Regions from separate parts of the Zea mays genome. Here region 2 is linked to region 1. Evidence: chromatin contacts called from public Hi-C data. All regions are on one chromosome and are shown on one strand. The core of a region is the stretch at or near the end of the contact, and the rest is flanking DNA. Distances in the headings are between cores, read along the strand shown.

Region 1 (5,630 bases), core at 134-2,633:
ATGGATATACAGCACTATCACAACGAGATCTTTGAGAAAGAAGTTCATAAACATGATCAACATGTTAAGAACAAGTACCTGTATTACTTCCTTTTCAGGGGCAGCCTTCCAAGACATAAATTTTTCAGACTCTTGCTTGGCCTTTTGTTGAAGCTGATCCTACATGGAATGAAAGGAATATATGTCAGGAAAAAAACTTAAATCGCATTAAGAAACATTTTGAGGAAAAAACACCTTCTGAGATTTTATATGCTGAATATCTTCTTGTAAACGCTTTGCTGCCTCATCACTTTTTTGTTTCTTGAGCTCATGGACCTGCAAATGGTGTGTTCTTAGCATATGATGAGAAATGCAATGCAACAAGCATTTAGCTGAATGTACAAACCTGGGATTCAAGTGCATTCAGCTTCTGAAGATAGTTTTCTTTCAGTTTTTGAGCATTCTCATCCATAGAAGAACATACATTGGTTAATGCATGGTGAAGATTCTCTATTTCTTTCTACAAACAAGAATTCAGGGGAAAAAAGAGCATAGTGTCCGCAAGGTAAGCTAGTAAAAACCTGAAGAGCTTTATTTTCTTGTTCCAAGTCATCTAATTTCTTTTCATAATGTTGCTTGAGAACAAAAATATCACTCTTGGCAAATTGTTTCATCTCTGCCTTTTGAAACATGAAAAGGAGGTATAATTATACTCTACAAGGTGAATCAAGACAAAAAATAATGGGCTAGCAGATTGAGGATACATAACTACGTCAGTACATGTAAATTAGAAATAAAAGGCTAGTGTTAAGAAACAAAGTGGTCAAAATAGTAGAGACAGGGGACTAGTACCTCCTTTTGCTGAAGTAGCTGATCTAGTTCCCATCACCGCTTCCCTCACCCAAATTCTTCTGCAAAGCCATAGGCAACATCAAGGCTATATTGCTGGCCTCCGACTCGCCAAACGCCGCCGCCGCACCCCAGCATTACCTTTCCCATCGGTGGTTGCTAGTAAAGAATATGTGATATACTGAAGTCGATGATTGTTATGAGTTAACATTTTATCGAATATTTATATGTCGTCCGCCACAATACGCCCGGACAATTAGAATTAAGAAAATTTTGTCGAACACATGAATATTATACTAGTGTAGTTATTAACTAGTAGAGTAGCAGTAGTTGTTTATTTATAACGCTATATAATCCATCAGTTTAGACTTTGCAAGGCACATCAACCAAATCACCCCTACACCCATAAACTTCACTAAATCCACCAAACAAATTACACGCAAACTTAGCAAACCATCAAAATCAACGGTTCAGATCGTTGGATACTCCCTCTCTTATTCAAATCTAATGGACAATATTATTTGGATCATCCCTCCTCTCCCTCACCGAGACCCTATCCCATAACCTCCTCCCCACCCCCTTCACTCGTGCGGCCACCACCAACCCCTCCCCTCGTGTCGCTGATGCCGCCGTCAATCCCTCCCCTCATGTCGCTGATCGTAGTGTTAACACGAGCTATATACTAGTTTATATAGCTATTAATTTTGTTGGTAGCTAGTTAGTAGTAGGTTAGCTACTTAGGTACTTACTACTACCTCCGTTCACAAATATATGACACTGTTAACTTTTTTTCGAAAATTTTGACCACTCATCTTATTTAAAATATTTTTTTAAAAAAAGTAAAATTTTAAATCAAGCACAAACTATCTTAAGTGATCAAATAAACCATAAAAAATAAATGGTAACTCATTATTTTTTTTAATAAGACGAGTGATCTAAGTTGTTTTTAAAAAATCAACGGTGTCATATATTTATAAACGGAGGAAGTATTTATTAAGTTAGGAATTCAGTTACTATTTATTAGTTAGTAATAGTTATTTATTAAGTTTTAGTAACTTGGCGCCATATGTAGTTAGGTTATTAGTTAACTAAACACCCCCTCAGCATAGACATATCCAGGCGATCGCGAGGCCGTTGCAGGAGCTAATACGTCTCTGCTTTATTACAATATTATATACTTTCATTCACTGGCCAGGCCATTGCGTTCATTGTTGTTTCCCAAGGCTCGACGTCGACGGGTCTCCGGCACACGGCACCATCAGCTGGGGAGCTGAGACCTGTAGATGTCATGGCACGACGACGACGGCAGCAGGGGGCAGAGCCGCAGGGAGAAGGCGTACCGCGTCGGCGGCAGCAGGTACTGCTCGTGCACGCACGGCGACCAGCTGTCGTCGCCGCCCAGCCCCATGTGCCTGTGGTCAAGATGCACCTGCGAAACAAACACGAAGCCGAGAGCCATCACTCCTCCCCGACCACTTCGCAGCAGCTCGGCCGATGCCAGCCAGGAGCTCAAAAGCAAAAACAAAAAGCTTCCCCACCTCGATGTCGTCCCCCTTCACCAGCCTGTGGACGTGCGTTGCCCTGTCCAGCTCCGCGGCGCCGTAGTAGCTCGCGCTCATCTGCATCGGCGGGGAGCCGCCGTGCGCCGACGCGTACAGGCCGAGCCCGCCGGCGTCGCGGAGTGCCACCCACCTGACGTCCGCCCGCCCGCCGCACTCCACGGGGGCAATGTACGGCACGTGCAGCTCCTCCACGCTGCTCTCGTACACGCCGACGTGCGCCGCCGCCTTGCGGTCCGGGTAGCACTCGAAGGGCCCGCGCCCGTACCACGTGACGTGGCTCAGGGACCTCCCGGCGCTGAACACGACGCCCACCCGGGGAAGGGGAGGGAGGTCGCTCCTGGGGTTTACCTCGTAGTCGAGAACCACGTCGCCTGACCCGTGGATCCGGCATACCATCTTCACCCGGAAGAGAATGGACTCGGAGGCTTCGTCGTCAGGCTTGGGTAGGTGCCCGGGAACACCGTAGTAGAGGGTGGAGAACTCCACGGTGTTGTCCGGCAACTCCTTGACAGAGAACTGGCTGCTGTGGAACGAGACATTGTCGAGGAAGGCTTCTCTCCATCGCGAGTCATATGGCTTGGTGAAGAAACCTCCTTTGTCGTTGTCAGTTGGTGCGCGCCAAAAGCATGGGAGTATCCCCTTGCTCATAAGCTCAACGTCGTTGACCTGTTGTTTGCAAAAGAACCATGAGTTTTAACTTTTAAGGCTTTGGTTCCTTTCTCTATGTAAAGCCAATTACTATTGGGACCTTTAAACCAACATAATGCTGATCGCGCTTGCACCCAAGACGCGATGGAGATATACCTATGAGTACAGGGCATTCTATGACAGATTTATCAGTCCACTTGATTTACACTTTTCCTAGGTTAGTGCTGTTGGCATGTATTAATAATTTTATTAATTGACTACATACAAGTATGGACACCATGTTTCTTAACTCCCCATGAACATTCTACATACCTTCCAGCTGTCGATTGTTCCCAACTGACTGTTTACTTTAATTTTCCAGGCATTATTCTTGCAGATGGTTACATTATCACCAATGCGTTCACAGACCAAAGGGCTACTGGACAATGCTATCACCTGAAGATGATATTAAGCTGTAAGACAACGAGGAAGAAACAGGAGTAAAGTAACACTAAGCTGTGAGACAATGAGGACGAAACAGGAGTAAAATAGTATTAAGCTGTTAGACGATGAGGACGAAACAGCCAAACAGGAGTATAGTAGTAAACAAGATCAGGCTGAGAAAACATACGCTGGGGACAAAGCCATTTTTCTGAGGCAAACACAGTTGTGCTGAAGCCAAGAGATGACCAGCTTTAGCCCATCGTGTTTCATGCCTTTGTTTCACATTCACAGACAAAAATACTTCTTTTGCTGCACAGGCACTCCAAAGGGCAAACCAAGGTGATGATTCCATGTTGATGAGCTGACTAGTTTGTGGTGCCAAAGTTGGAATATTCAATGGACCAGAGCCCAAGACACAACCATCTCCATGAAGAACCCAACTGAAGTCCAAAGCTTCTGTTGTCTCAAAAAAGTGTCCATTTTCAATCTGAGTGATCATAATGGAGCTATTAGAAGCACAAAGCACATAAGAAAATAACTCGATGACTAGCAAACATCAACCAGAGGTTACCTTAAGCATATTATCTGCTGATGATATTTTGATAGGCTGGTGAAGGTATTTTACTTCTGCAACCAGAATCAATTTGGTCAACCAAGTTGGCATCCAATGACTTTAGAGACAAAGATATTAGTTTAACACATTGATAACCAAGACAAACATTTCCCCCTAGTATTTCCGGGTTACCATGAAGAGCTGGGTGAATCGTCCGATCAGGCCACACAATGCCATTGAGGCAAAAATTGGAGTCATTTGGAGTATCTCCAAAGTCGCCGCCATATGCCCAAAATTTAGACCCATCTGAGTCCTCCTTCAGTAAACCCTTGAAACAAAGGGAAAGTATCGTGGTGAGAAACAAATGATGGTTATAGTATAAGAAAATAAATAAAATTCATCAATGATATATTTTATAGCATTTCACTTGTAAGTTATAGCATTTCACTTGTAAGTTATAGCATTTCACTTGTAAATTGTACCAATGTACTCCACAAAATATACTTTCTTGGAGAGTCAAAGCATCTCAGATTTGACCAAATTTATACAATAAAATAATAACATTTATGATACCAAATAAGTATAATTAGATTCTTCATTAATTATATTTTCACAGTATTACCGATTTGATGTCATTATTCTTTGCAATTCTCTCTATAACTTTGGCTAAATTTGAGATGTTTTGACTCTCCAAGAAAGTTGAAATGACTTATGATTTGAGATGGAGGGAGTACTAGATTAGCTTGACAAGGTTTTTAGGCAATTATGGAAGTTAAAGAAAAGAAAATTGGCTTGTTATAATCATGTTCTACTTTATCCACTCATCAAAGAAGCAGGTCATAAGTCATACCTTGACCCAACCAGTGAGACACATAATAAAGTCCTAGAGGCTTATAGAAACTAGAATCTCGCAAAGGTCAAGAGCGGATGGAAGTAAATAGGTGATACCTGATCAGCCCAGTCCCATATAAAACCTCCTTGGAGTCCAAAAGTGTTGTCTATGGCCATCCAATACGCATCAATATTCCCATTACTGTTTCCCATAGCATGTGAATATCTTGAAAGCAAAAGGAAAAAGTTCTTTCATCAAATCATATGAATACGGATAAAGGGTTATTAATATGTGAGGTCATGCTTAGCATACTCGCAAAGAATTAGAGGCCTTGTTTCAGATGGATCTTTTGCTATCTTAACAACATCCCAGACACGCATATACATGGGGCACACAATATCTGTGGATGATGTTCTGGAACCACCTCCCTCATAATGGAGGAGTCTTGTTGGATCCCTTTCACGAATCCAACCTAGAAGAATGTTACCATTAGATGAGAAGTACAGAAATTAAACTGACAGGTAAGAATATTTTACCAGACATGGAAGCATGATTAGGTCCATATGAAGATTCATTTCCTAGAGACCAAACAATAATGCATGCATGATTCTTATCTCTCTCCACCATGCTAACAACACGATCAAGCATTGCATTTGCCCAAATAGGTTCAAGTGTAGGATGTTTGAAAGTGTTAGATTCATCAAAACCATGTGTCTCAATGTTGGCTTCATCTATGACATAAAGACCAAAAATGTCACATAACTCATACCACCTTGGGTGCTGT
Region 2 (6,265 bases), core at 1,858-4,357, 150 kb before region 1:
AAATGTAAAGGGCATGTATGTAATTTTGTATGGGTCGTACCCCATGCCTATAAATAGGTGAACAGTACCCCCGTGCTGTTCACGCTGACTTGGCATTTGCTTTTGCGTCACACTCGTATTTTCATCTCCTTTCAAGCCGAAGGTACATTTGTAATTCAATATTGTCCCTATTTCTCTATGATAAAATAATAAAGTTAAATGGATAATGTTATATGATCATTCATATTATCTTTTATGTTTCATATGCTTCGTCTTTCATTAATGTATACTGTAATCATGAAGGTTAGTCCTTCATGACCTTCGTCCGGAGATCTTTATATCCTAAGGGAAATAATGCTTCAAAGGACGAAGGACCTTAACGTTTAACATTTTCTGTGTTGCCTTGTTCTTAACTCATAGCATTTGAAAACAAGTCCCCAACATTAACTATGTCATACGCTTCAAAGTTAAACATCTTCGCGACAACTCGTCACTGCATTCATGCTAAGTTGACAATGCATGGCTGGTGGCTGGCTGGGTAGCCAGGAGTACTCCCAGATATATAACCTGCAGCATCATATCCATCCTACCAATTTTTTGCACTGACAGAGAAGTCAAAGAACGATGAACGAGGAGTGCCCGGCATTCTGCGACGAGCTGGAGAAGATCGTCAGGAAGAAAGCAGGGGGCGCGTAGCTAGCTGCAGCAGCCAGCAGCTAGCCAGCCAGCCTAGTGTCCACCAGCACACAGTTCTGGCCGCATGCATTCTGCACTCCTGCGGATCATACGTGTTATCCCATAAGCATGCAGCTGGCTAGCTAATATAAGGCCGGTATTCTAGTTTAATCTGTAACTGTGATTGATGGTGTTCTACCTCTATTTTCGAATATTTGTCGTCTGTCAGTTCATTTCTGAACTAAAACGCGACAAATAAAAAAGAATGAAGAGAGTAGCATGTGTGTTCTGTTGACACAAAGAATATATATGTGACAACTGTGGAAGACTGCAAGCAATATATGTATAGTATTTTCTCTTCCAATAAATTATAAGACGCTTTGAACTTTCTATATACACTGCTTTACTTATATTTCTAGACATTTTTATTATTATGGAAGCAAAAATGTTTTTGCATTTTGCAGTCTCATCTCTCATGCATACATCTATTACAGATCGAGAATTAACTAAACATCCACTATAAAACATGACAACGAGATCATTAGAAAGAATGAATCAAGCGCTATCTAATCTAATATTGGATCTCCATCCATGGCTTGCAAAGATCTCCATAGCTAGGGATGGAAAAAAGTTTGAAGCTCGCGGGTCGACTGTACATTTCTTTATTTTTTATGTTTACCATTAGCAACTAACTGAAAGTATTTAGCGTTAGTATCCCCTTCAAAAAGATGTTTATCTTTCGCACGTTCAAAGAGACAAATTTTATCTTCTCTTAAAATGGTAGTAAGTCTTTGGTCCATATAAATTTTGAGCGCAAGCTCAGTAGATGAAAGCTGGGAAGTCTTAATCTTTTTGTCTAACTCATCAAGTCTAGACATGATGCATATCTAAGTGTATTCCAAAAGCTATGTATATGAAAACATTAAAGTAACTTATAGTTTAAAACTTTTCTGCCTACCAAAAGTACATAGAATATATATGTTTTGCTGCTGAAACATTGTGCCGGGAGAGCAGAAGGGTGAAAAGCGGGCTAGCCTGCTTGTGCATTCTTAAAAAAAGCCCACGGATCCAGGTGGGATTCGGCCCGGCCGCGTTCAAAGCTGCGGCCTGCCGGAGCCGTGCGCGAGCGCCAGCGTTCGTTCACGGCCCGTGGACCAGACCATTCGCCCGCATAAGATGGCCCAGCCCACCTGTCCGATGCTCTCTTTCCGCGCAGTTTCCTTCCCCGACGCCGACCACCCCAACCCCACTACACCAAGAGACGTCAGACGGCGGGACGCGGACGCGGTCCGGTCAACCGGAGAAGACGATGAGACTGCGCTCGACGCGCCGAGTTCCTCCCTACCACGCGTGTGCGACCATTTCCTGGTCTCCCGCACGCGGCGGCGGCCATGGCCGCGCTTTGCAGCCTGCTATGCGTTTGCATGGCGTTGGCGTCATCAGCATCATCCGGTGGCTCAGTTCAATCGACAGGACGAACCATGGCAAGAGAGATAGAGAGAGAAACAAACGTTCGTTCTGGTTTGCAAATTGCAAGGAAAAAAATGCGTAGCCATCTGTACATTTTGCTGTTCGTCCTTCGTCATTCTTCCTAAATAAACGGAAATCTCCGCAAGCTAACAATTAATAACACCGACCTACGCTACGCGCGCGGATGTGCACGGCTAACGCGAGGACAGCATGGTCCTCGCCGCCAACCTCATCCACCGTGACCTACCGCGCTCGGCGATGGTCTCCAGCCTGGGCGACCACGGGCGGCTCCTGCCGGCCCCGACGAGCTGCGCGTAATGCCGCTTCAGCTCGGGCGTGCTGCACAGCTCCGCGGCCTGCTTGGCCGCCGTGTCCTTGTTGGCGCTCGCGTTCGCGCCGGCGTCGCAGGCGGTGATGAGCTTCTCGATGAACTCCGGGAGGACCCTGATGAGCGGGGCGCCGCCGTGGGCGCCCTTGACGTGCTCGAACGGGCACCCCGCGACCGCGAAGATAGGCTGCTGCTTCTTTCTGCCGTGCGATTGCGACAGCGCGGCGAGCGTGGCGGGCGTGAGCGCCTTGAGGCAGGGGAGGCGCGCGGCGGGGAGCACAAAGTAGGTGCGGCCCGGCAGGAGCTCCTCGCCCGGGGACATGGCCGGGATCGGGAGGCCGATGAAGAAGGCGTCGGCGGGGCACACGGCGTAGCCCGTGGCCGGCGGTGGGAGCTCCGCCGCGACGTCACCGGCCGTGACAATGGCGTCGTCGCCGCCGCCCGTGAGCGCCAGCTGCCTCGCCCGCCCGCCCCAGTACACCAGGCGCACCGTCGCGGACGACTCCGGCAGGTGCGGGTTCAGGCACGGCGAGAGAGAGGGGCCGTTGCCCATGTCTGACTGTGTGTAGAATGGAATGACGGATGAGATGATCCTCCACGTGCAAGAAGTGAGCTTGGCTGGCTGCGGATGATGCATGGGAGGAGAGGGGCTATATATATGTCTGTGTGTGTGATTTGGAGGGAGATTGACCAAGCTGGGGCCTGGGAGGGAAGAGATGGATTTGGTGGTGTTTCACGTGCGCGTCGCGTGCCGTGCTGGGTCAGTGGTCAAAGGTGACGGCCATTTTTCTTCTTCCTTGCGAGGACGAAGCTGGTTTGTCGTCGGTGATTGCCGACTTGGAAACAGGTGGAATAAGATGGCTGCCCAGGCTGCCCTCCGTTTTTGGGCTGGGTTGCAAGTGCATTGTTGTCATGGCCAGGCCAGCGGAGAAGGTGATGCGCGTGCGTCACGTTGGTGTTCAGTTAATTTATCGGCTCAGATAATTAGGACCGAACGCTTGCTTAATTACTCACAGGGTGTTTGATACTTTAGAGGGGTGTTTGGTTTCTAGGGTCAAATTTTTAGATGTTGTTTGGTTTCTAAGAACTACTTATTAATCTCTTCATTTTATTTCATTTTAGTTTCTAAATTATTAAATATAAAACTAAAACTTTATTTTAGTTTTCGTATTTAGCAATTTAATGACTAAAGTGGAATAAAATGTAGGGATGAAGGGACTAAAAAAAGTCCCTACAAACCAAACACCCTATTAGTCCGTCCATTTTAGTCCATAGATCATCAAATAAGAAAACTAAAACTCTATTTTAGTTTTAATATTTAAAAATTTAGAGACTAAAATGGAAAAAAAATAAAGGAACTAAAAATTAGTCCCTAGAAATCAAACACCTCCTTAATTATTTTAGACTTTAGAGACTAAACTATAGTCCCCAAAAATTCTACTACTTTTGTCATTTTTTATTTGACGCCAAATAATACAAAATTGAACTATACAAAACCTCAAATAAAAAAATGGAGGGGGTATTTAGGAAGTCTCATTTAGTCACAATGTTTACCAATTTAAGAATTAAAAATGACTAAACTTTCCGCCTTATACGACAAAAATAAAATCGAACAATACAATACATTAATACATACCACTGTTTAGAGCTACGGTTAATTAATCAAACGTTAATTCCGCAGATTAGATGAACGACGACTCAAATTCAACCAAGGAATGGATAAGGAAGGTGTATATTCTACAGAAACCAATCAGGAGATTAGATGAGCGACGACTAAAAGGAGAGACGAATGGTGAGTGCTGTTCCAATCACACCAATCAGCGCAGCCGACGCTAGCTTCCAATTTCCAGAGCAGCTGCGCTGAGCAAAACCGAGTGGAGAATCAGTCCTCGTGGAGCTCCACCGGTAGCTACAAACTTTTTAAAATTTAATCAAATAAAGTTTACTATATTACACGTGCACATTCACTTTCAAGTCTCAGCCAGACAACTCGTGTGTACTACTAGTACACCCATTTGAAAAGTTACACTTGGCTCTAGCTCTTTCTTTTAGGCCAAGTCAGCAACAGAAACCTGGCGGTTCAAATTAAGTCTCCCAAGAACATTTCAAACCCAGGGGGATGTTCAGTAAGTATCCACTAAACTCGGCGCATCACGTGTGCGTGTTCTGTTCATGAATTGTTTTGCTTATCAAATACTTTCCATAGAGAATACCTCATAATAATTTCAAGAAAGTACGGCCACCTACACCAATTTGGTAACTTCTTAAGCATGAGTTATTGGGATAGACCTAATCAACAGTCAATTCACTCAAATGTAGCCCTGCCTTTCCTTTTTGTATTGAATTATAACCAACATGTTTCCTTTTTTATTTGGATTTTCGATTCATCTTTAGTTTCATCGCGCAAAAATAAAAATTTTATCCAATTCCCTTCTAAATATTCCAAAAAAGGAAATTGAGCATTCTCCTATGGGGCGTTTGGATCCCTTTATTTTAGAGGAATTGAAATCCACTCAATAAAGTAACTTATTTAGTTTGAAATTTGACATTCCACAACTTTCCAAAATTCAGATATAAGCTTATCTCAAATTCTTGGAGTGGAGGATGAGAAATAATTTTATGCATTAGTAGAATTTGTTTCTACTCTGTAACTTATATGACACTCTTCGTCTCACTCCTCTATAGTAAAAATGTAGCATATAAATATCTCTGACATTTTGCTAATAATAGTATACAAATATATTTTTCATAAAACCGAATTAGCTTAATTGATATATGTCTAAATTACTATTATTAGAATGGAATTCAATTCTAATGATCCAAATTGGTCCATGTGCCAACATGTTTAGTTTTTTGGATAATGGAAAAGCATGTTCCAGACTTTTACATCAATGATGCATATGGCACCTTATTACAATCAATGTACTCAGGCCCAACACTAACCAAAACATAATATGAAAGCATAGTTTTTCATAGAAAAAACAAACTAAGAAGACTCAATTCTAGCATTGCATCGTCATCCATATGTTGCAAAGATGTCCATTGCCACTGCTTCTATTGCGCGAGAAACATCTTTGATGTCTTGATGCATCAACCTCTAAAATCTGAGCCAATAAGGCCTCTTGAAAATCATCTGCATAATTGAAGGTATCTGTTTTCCATTAAAAACTATATCATTACGACAGAGCTAGATTGACCAAAACATGGTTGCTACCCCTATTAATATTTATTTTTTTGTAAGAAATTCCTTTACTACTTTGCCATGTCCCTATAATATGATTAATACTAATGGGTTTTCTGTATTTAGATCAATAAAAATAATCCTCCAAACTGCTCTAGCCAAATAATAATCGAAAAAGAGATGTTGGATTGTTTCATCTTGGTTACAGAAACTACACTTGGGGCTTCATATCCACCCTCTCCTTTTCAAATTATATTTAGTAAGAATCACTCCTCTTCCTATATACTAAAGGAAAATTTTGACCTTAAAGGGAAGTTTTAGTTTGCACAGCCAGTAAGGTTGATTTGAATTTGGAGTGGTCATTAGAATATTGTACATAGACCAAACCAAGAAATGTCTGGATGCATTCACCTTCTACATAAAGAGATATCTTTCCGCCCCAACATAGATGTTGTCAACCAAAAATCAACAAGTGTTGCCATTCTATCAATCTGACCCCAACAATCGGTATGCGGAAAGTTAAATTTTGCGTTGTCTGTGGTAGCACAACTGCGACTAAGGCATTCTTCCGGCGCATAACATTATATAATTAGAGAATTGCTCCTTGAGTGGTAAACCATTAATCCAAATAT

What was found. Hi-C and Micro-C count contacts between places; a contact is called where the count stands out from the background.
Region 2: a Hi-C map of leaf shows a contact between it and region 1, with 7 times the contacts expected there. The contact joins the promoter of LOC103650721 here to the promoter of LOC103650724 in region 1. A contact is called at or near these places in 2 of 25 Hi-C or Micro-C datasets (ear and leaf).

The regions. Positions count from the first base shown.
Region 1 is chr3:150,290,978-150,296,607 of Zm-B73-REFERENCE-NAM-5.0, forward strand. It overlaps LOC103650724 (kinesin-like protein KIN-4C), which reads right to left and starts at 1,384. Exons shown (of 13, transcript XR_564338.3): 1 at 561-1,384; 2 at 235-315; 3 at 79-159. It overlaps LOC100217216, which reads right to left. Exons shown (of 18, transcript NM_001359705.1): 10 at 5,383-5,630; 11 at 5,159-5,318; 12 at 4,963-5,071; 13 at 4,207-4,342; 14 at 4,033-4,088; 15 at 3,649-3,948; 16 at 3,351-3,473; 17 at 2,367-3,056; 18 at 1,789-2,257. The coding sequence ends at 2,087.
Region 2 is chr3:150,141,667-150,147,931 of Zm-B73-REFERENCE-NAM-5.0, forward strand. It overlaps LOC103650721, which reads right to left and starts at 3,108. Exons shown (of 1, transcript XM_008676287.3): 1 at 2,149-3,108. The coding sequence starts at 3,089. The coding sequence ends at 2,319. LOC103650720 (protein IRON-RELATED TRANSCRIPTION FACTOR 2) reads left to right here. Exons shown (of 3, transcript XM_008676285.3): 3 at 589-1,048. The coding sequence ends at 675.